Regions from separate parts of the Hordeum vulgare genome. Here region 1 is linked to region 2. Evidence: chromatin contacts called from public Hi-C data. All regions are on one chromosome and are shown on one strand. Each heading gives the region's core, a stretch centred on a gene start, on an enhancer-like site or on the middle of the called end of the contact. The rest is flanking DNA. Distances are from core to core; before and after follow the strand shown. Region 1 has its middle 27 kb from the start of LOC123440837. Region 2 has its middle 12 kb from the start of LOC123445399.

Region 1 (3,913 bases), core at 706-3,205, 180 kb after region 2:
GTCCATGAGGTGGATGGCGGTTCAAGATTAAGAGAAAAGATGAGTCGTTAAGGAGGTTTCCTGACTTGAAAGACACGACGACTTAGAGATATGGAAAGCCATGGTTTGTAACGTGACTAGGACTTTGTATATATATATATATATATATATATATATAAAGGCGAGTCTCTAGGGCAGAGAGGTTAAGTTAGAATCCATCGAGAGTTAGGTCAGACGAGTTACACCCTTCTTGTAATCGAATCCACCATCAATATAAACAAAGCATGACTTAGGCTTTTACCTCCACCGGAGGGGCCGAACCTGTGTAAATATGAGTCTCGCTTCCGCTCACCCCCATTGAGTCGTCATCAAGGTGCAATTGCTCCATCACTAAGTCCTTTTACGAGGACATCTGCCGTGACAAAACCACGACACTTGGCGTAGTGGTTGGAGCGCGGGTCCTCCACCTAGGTGACCCAGGTTCGATACCTGGAACCTACATTTTTTTTCGTCACGCATTTTCGTTTTATTATTTCCATTTGTTTTTTATCTTCCTTAAATTAATTCAGAATTTGCAAATTTCCAATTAAAAAACTTTTGAGTTTTGAGCAAAAATATTCATGAAATCATAAAATGTAATGGGATTTCAAAAAAATGTTTAGGCAATGATAAAACGTTCACGGATTTAAAAAATACTGATGAGATCATAAAATGTTTGGGAATTCAAAAAGAAGGTTAGGGAAATCATAAAATGTTCATGGACTAAAAAAATGTTGATGATTTAAAAAAACTGTCTTGATATTGTAAAAGAATTCACAATTTCATATTTTCAAAAAATATATTCAGCAAATATAAAACAGTCATTATTTTAAAATGATCATGTATTCAAAACAAATCCTTGAATTCGAAGAAAATGTGGAAGAAATTTTAAAAAATGTCCACGGAAACTATAAAAATGTGAAAATCTGCATTTTACAACAGATTTAATCTTACCATGGCGGTCTCCTCTCCATAAACTGTAGGTGTCATCCTCAGGTTAGAGCGCGGCGACCATGAGGCATACATATATGATGAACACGGACCATATTACAAAAATCCTTGTCCGAAGCAGTTTACTCTATAGCGATGCCCCTGTACATGTTGTGCTAAAGTATAATGAAAAACACATCATCTTAAAATTGATTGTTAGCAATGATAAAAAGTATAATGGACAATATGAACATCATTAACGATTATGATGAATAGAAAAATAACAACAAAATTAAATGGATCGTTAGGAGCGTGCAACATTTTGTTTTTCCCTGTTACAATGCACAGACACATTTCCTAGTATATTAAAAGGAATTTGCAGACGAATCTGGCCCAGCGCCCCAGCCCAGCTGAAGTCAGACTTGCATCCATTTTCACTCCGCCGAAAGACCTAACACTCCACTCCCACCTCCCTTCCGCCGCCACCACCCACCACCACTCCGCAGCCGGCGACCATGGCGGCAAAGGAGGCCGCGGCAGAAGCAGCAACGCCTCTCCTCCCTGGCCTCCTAGACGATATCGTCCTCTGGGATATCCTCGTCCGCCTCGACCCCAAGTCCCTCCTCCGCTGCCGCGCCGTCCGCCGCGACTGGCGCTGCGCCACCTCCACCCGCCGCTTCCTCCTCGCCCACCACGCTCGCCAGCCTGCCCTCACCGTATTCTCTGCAGCCTCGTGCAATAGCAGTACCAGCCACCATGACATCACCGCCTTCGACCACCGGGCCGCTGCCGCCGCCCAGCTCCACACCGTCGCCCGGCTTGACAAACCATTCAGTCTGGAGGCCTCCTGCGACGGCCTTCTTGTCCTCACCATGTTTGACTACACGGATGACTCTAGCACCTTCTCCGTCTGCAACCCGGCCACGCATCAGCATGCTCCCCTCCCCCAGCTGCTGGACTTCAGGATCTTGGGGATGTACCCACATGGGCCTACTGGCGAGTACCGGCTGTTACTGAAACGGGGTTACCAAACTGGCTTCTATGTGTTTGTGTTAGGCTCCGACCAGCCACCCAGGTACATCGGCTGCCCGGGAACCAAATTGGCATTATCGGGTATACCTGTCCGGGTGCGTGATAGCCTACATTGGTACCCAGTGTATTGTCCCACTGAAAGTGAGTATGAGACCGAAAGCAGACTGATAATAGTATTTGACCCCATAGCTGAGTCGTTTCGGGAGATGCGTGCTCCAGTTATTTCCACCACCTCATATATCTTTGATATGGATGACATGCTTGGCATCTATGGCTGTAACAAGGCCACGGGAATTGTTGATATATGGGTGTTGCAGTACTATGAGAGTGAGGTCTGGGATTTAAAGTACCGGGTTGAATTGCCGATCGCGGAGATCAAGGAGAAGCATGAAGACCCTTACGGTCAGGGCTATTGGTACGTGATCGTTGCTTTGGATGATGGTGATGTGATCTTGCTGGTCAATTTTGGTCATTGGATGTTTTACGTTGACACTGATGGTGAACTGGTTGCTACCTTTGACGAAGTATTTGCTTATAGACATCAGCTCAAACAAACTCTTGTTCTGCATGATTTCTTTACGGCATTAGAAAGTTATGTTGTGGACGCTTCACCTTTCATCTGACGGCTGTTGAGTGACGTGGTCCTTCTTAACGGCCTAGTCCCCATGAGCTGCAATGTCTATGTGTTGGATCGGCTATGAGCCTGCTGATTTCTTCTTTTTGTGTTGATGTATAAAATGCTATGATCGGAAGTGACTGTTATGTGGTTTCATGAATGAAATGTATGCTTGTTTCGACACCCTTTTACAATGATGTTTCTACTGCTTGTGTTGATGCTAAAATGTTATGTTTCTACTGCTATTGATCTAGTGGTCTTCTCAGTACATGGCAATCTTTATGGCTCATTCACTATTTCTTGAACTGAAGAATTGATTTTACGTCTGGATCCAGTGGTCTTCTGAACAGAATGAGATTTTAGGTTAGGTTCCAATGTCTTATTCTGTCCATTTGCCCAATAGCCAATAATTCAGAGAAACGATGGAGATGGTTAGGTAGGTCTTATGGAAACTAAGCTAACCACTATAGCAAGATTTGGAATTGGTTGTAGTAGTAGTATTCTAGAAAAGACTGGTACCACAAGCTGAAAATCAATGAACATCTTACTACATTTTTCTGTTGCACGGTTTGCAATTATTATCTCTTATTATTTCAGTTCAGCTGTTAACCACTTTGGATGAAGGATTCATGCAATGTTTATAGCACAATTGGTCTTAATAACTTCAGCTGTGCTTTGCATACCAAACGTTTTACTTGAGCCAACCATAAATGCCCCCTAAAATTTTATGCCATCTGGAACTGTCCTGATGTGGGGGGCATGTGCGGGTCGCTGCAGGACACGCACAGAGGCGCCTGCCTGCCTTCGATGAGGTCACCTTGCTGCATGGATGGAAACCTATGCTATCTATCTCAATTATTCGGTTATCTTCTTGCTGATCTGATTGCCTAATCCAGAATAATATATCGAGCTTAATTATATGTGTACTTGTATAGCTTTTCCTGTCTGCAACCTACTCTTTGAACACGTCTAAGTTGAATGTGAAAGTTGCCTGTCAGACTTGTTCTGCGCCAGTGCGCCTGATTGAGAGTGACGTTGTTTGCGAGTAGCTGTTTGTCTGATTAGATGTGTGTTCCTACTTCACCTCTTGGTTACAGCATTGATATATATCTTCAGGTAAGGAAAATATGCTCAACCTACTTGAAGCTTGTGTTTGTGAACCAAACTGTACTCTGGGTGCACTTGGTCATGCACCTTGGTTTTGCAATTTGTTCTTTGTTGGATTTCGGCGTTACTGCAGAAAAATCAGCTAGATGGGTATGGGGATCCAGATGATTACATGCTATTTTTGCTATGAAACAAAATAGTTTAGGACTC
Region 2 (3,895 bases), core at 496-2,995:
CCTCGGGCTCCTTCCCCATCTCCTTCTCCTCGAAATCCTCCTCCGGTTCCAGAGGTAGCCGCGCTTCCCTTCGGATTCGGACCTGCTGAAGGAGGAAGAGACGACACTGGATCGTGTAACGCTGGCGGCGTAGTGGCATGGCTGACGGGCTCGGAGAGGGAATAGCTCGGGTGGCGGCGGAGAGAGGGAGAAGGCGGATGTGCTAGGGCTGGGGCGTCGGTCGGCTTAAATAGCCGGCCCCGACTCCAGAGAGGCAGTACGCGACGTTCACACCGCGCCGACGGTCGGGGGCCCCGTCGGACCGTCGGGTTTCCCGGCGATTCCGCATGGGGCCAAGCTGTTAGTTCGACATGCCCGGGAGCGCCTGGGCTCTGCCATATCCGCCCCATATTTGGGCTGAAAATGGAGGTGTCGGTAAGCCCGGGTGTTTACGGTCGGCTTGAGAGGTCCGTTTGGGTCAAATTGTTGTGACCGTGCATGGGCGTTTGAAGAGGGTTTGAGGGGTCCGGTTGTAGATGCTCTAAGAGCAACTCCAACGCACCGACCCATTTCGTCCACGCGCGTCCGTTTGGATCGTGCGGACAGAAAAATAGTCCCAACATGCCGACTCAAATGGACATGCGTCCACCTTTTGTCCGCGTGCCGACCCATTCCGGACCCATTTTAGCCTGATTTGCATTGACGCGGACACAAGAAGGACGCGCGCGCCGCACACTAACTACTCCCCTTGGCCCGCCAATCGGTGGCAAAGCCTTCACCGTTTCCCTCCACTTTCCCAAAACCCTCCCGCCCCCATGCTCTCCCGGCCGCTCGCCATGCATGACGACCTCGATGCCGCCGCCGGCCTTACCTCCCTCGCCTCGTCCGGCATCACAACCGCCCCCTCCCATAAAGGCAAGCCTCGCGCCCCCCGCAAGACAGCCACCGCGTCCAAGAAGAAGAAGGAGGTGACGCCCGAGGAGCGGGCCAGGGAGCGGCGAAGAGAAATGGCGGAGACACGCGACGGATGCAAGGGACGAAGCAGCGGCCGCCGCGGCCAGAGCCGTCGTCGCACAGCGGGAGGATACCGCTACATGCGTCGCGACGGCAACGAGGGTGACGCTATTGTACCTAGGGTGGAGATCATGAAGGTGGATCTCAACACCGTGTCGTCAAGGAAGAGGTCGTGGTTTGAAAAGATGCAGACCGAGATGCTCAACTTCGACGCCGAGTGATCTATGACGGCGAACGCCATCCTTTTTTGTATGTCGGCAAGTATGCTAGCATGGCCACAGCCGCTATGGCATGGTCGATCTCCAGTCCCTTTTTTGTGTGCTGCCATGTGTGTCGACCGCTGACAAATGTGTTAGTATGAACTGTATGATGTTTTTTGAAGCTGGCATGGTATCGACATGAACTTTAAGCGATGGCAATGGACACGGACTTGATCTATGGCCGCAAACCTTCTCAAATATATGCATAGATGTTGGACGCATTGCCGGCCCAAATACTAAACAGGGCAGACGTCAACCGGACGATCCATACAAACAAACAAAAAAAAAAAGGATAAAATCACCTTTTATTTGGATGCACGCGTTGGAGTTGCCGGGACCTGATCGAGCCCGAGCGTGCGTGCGTGCTTTCGTCCTCCCTCTCCCTCGCTCCTAAGTCTTGACCGGTGGCGTCACATCACATCACATCACACACCTTTCCGCCTTCCACGAGATCAGAAGGAGAACAGAAGCGCCCAAGACGACACGCACGCTGTTTTCTTCTCAGCCAACCAAAAAAAGATTCATCAGCACCGGCAGCAGTCCACCAGCACAGCTCCTAGGACGTACGTGGGCGATGCGACCGAACGGGCCAAGAGGAAATCTTGGCACGGCCTACCTGGAAAGGGGCGCCGAGTACGTGGCCGTCGGTTGGAGAACTCGGAGGACGCACGCACGAAGCGGACGAGACCTCAACCACCGCGCACCGGGGGAGGACAAACAAGCTCCATGGAGAAGAGCCGGCGACTTTCGGAGTAGCTTGCAAGGAAACCAACCAACCTGACGAAGGCAAACATGATACTGATAAGATATGTAACATGGGATAAAGAATTGTGTCATGAGCCGCCCCCTTTCGGTTGAGACGTATGATTAGTGTGCAAGTGTATGATCACGAATGTTCAACTCATATTAATTGTTGAAGACAGCCAACTCGCTATCTAGTGGTACCTTGGCTACCGAAGCCTTTGCTTCCCACGATAATTGGTGCGAAGCAGGCCAGCGGTTTGGTGTAGATACGTGCGTGCATGTATGTGTAACTAGTTGGATGCCCGTGCGTCGCCACGGGAATATGATAATATGATGTGAAAAGATTATTCGATAATGGTTATTTTTTTATAGGAAATATAAAATAGTGATTAAATAAATTTTCAACTAAAGAATATGTGTCAACTCATGGTTTCAACTCCTACACGAGAAATTGTTTCTCTCTCCCTCTTCATTCGTCTCATGCAATCATTCTCTCTCTCCCTTCACAATTTTTCTCAACATCATGTGAGAGCACTCTTTTAAATCTTGTGCTTTTATATGTTATGCTCCCTCCGTTTCATATTAGTTATGGTTGATTTAGTATAATGTTGTCCTAAATTAGCGGCAATTAATATAGAATGTTGAATGTTTTTTATTGATTCAAAATATTCTTTCAATTTCCTTTTTATGACAATTAGTTAGTTGAAAGGAGACTTAAGCAATACCTATATCCTTGAAATGACTTGGGAGGAGCTCGCGAGGAGCATCTTCCGCTCAAGCACTTCTCTGTGATGTATCAGCTTGATTTCAAGAATGTCCTCTTCGCCCCCAAGAGGGACCATTTGACCTCCTTGAGAGCGGAAAGGAGCTTAACAAATCAAGATCTACAGGCTCCGTGTCTTCATCATGGACAAAATACAAACCAGAAATCTAGAGCCAAGATGTATGCAATAGTTAGTTTAAGTTGTTTCAACCCAAAAGCATATGATTTGATCACCTCCAAATTTCAATATTACCATGAACCTAAGACATGCTTTCTGTTTTTGTATGGTTGCAGATCAAAACTTCACGCATGACATGAGATCGAGAACGATGTGATGAGTTAGGACTAACATGAACATTAAGTAGGACAACCAACATGCCCGGTTAACAGAAAACTATGACAACACACTACCAGCACACTGAATATCTAAACTTGTGTGCATTATGTAGGTTCTCAACACCGGATAGCGAAAAGGAACATGGTGACATTTGATTGAAATTTTTCTTCTGTTATGTATGTCCAATGTCTCATGCTCTTCCAGTTCATTTTCTCCTATCAAGCACCTCCTTGCCAATCTATGAAAAAAATAGCAACTTCCACGTAGATGGGCCTTGGATCAACGACCCAACAAGAGCAGGCAACACCATTATCAAAGTACTCGTCAAGCTCGATATGAATTGACGACCACCTTGACTGATGGTGGCATGTTGTAGGAATACATGACATGCTCTAGCTCACCAGATGCTGGCTCACTGCAGAAGTAGTTCTGCGCACATCAAGACTTTAAACACAAGGATAAATAACTTAAAAAAAGTAAAAGAAGAAGCAACATATATAGAAGTGTAAAAAAGCCATAAGTGGGAACAGGATTGTGCAATAGCTCTCATGGATGTACATAACACGGTTGCTACCAAAATAAAGTAGTATATGTGACAATTTGATTGTCACACATGTTTACATGCTCATAATATACCCTTAAAGTAAACTAAAAATTGAGAGGTTCCATTAATAAAATTTTAAAACACCACATCTATACAGATACATAGCTCTGAAAGAGCACAATCAAATCACGAGAAAAATAAGGAATTGTTATTGTGACCGGGATTAAAATATCACACATTATTAAGAAAAATAA

The links. Hi-C and Micro-C count contacts between places; a contact is called where the count stands out from the background.
Region 1: a Hi-C map of seedling shows a contact between it and region 2, with 4 times the contacts expected there. The contact joins two enhancer-like sites. A contact is called at or near these places in 2 of 6 Hi-C or Micro-C datasets (leaf and seedling).

Annotation. Positions count from the first base shown.
Region 1 is chr3H:587,796,151-587,800,063 of MorexV3_pseudomolecules_assembly, forward strand. No RefSeq gene overlaps it. Among protein-coding and RNA genes, the nearest start is that of LOC123440837, 27 kb to the right of the region's middle. Within about 2 kb of position 1,956, at least 1 of the 3 cell types and tissues checked has open chromatin away from gene starts, as enhancers often do. A contact at or near this core is called in seedling, where this site is marked.
Region 2 is chr3H:587,619,681-587,623,575 of MorexV3_pseudomolecules_assembly, forward strand. No RefSeq gene overlaps it. Among protein-coding and RNA genes, the nearest start is that of LOC123445399, 12 kb to the left of the region's middle. Within about 2 kb of position 1,746, at least 3 of the 3 cell types and tissues checked have open chromatin away from gene starts, as enhancers often do. A contact at or near this core is called in seedling, where this site is marked.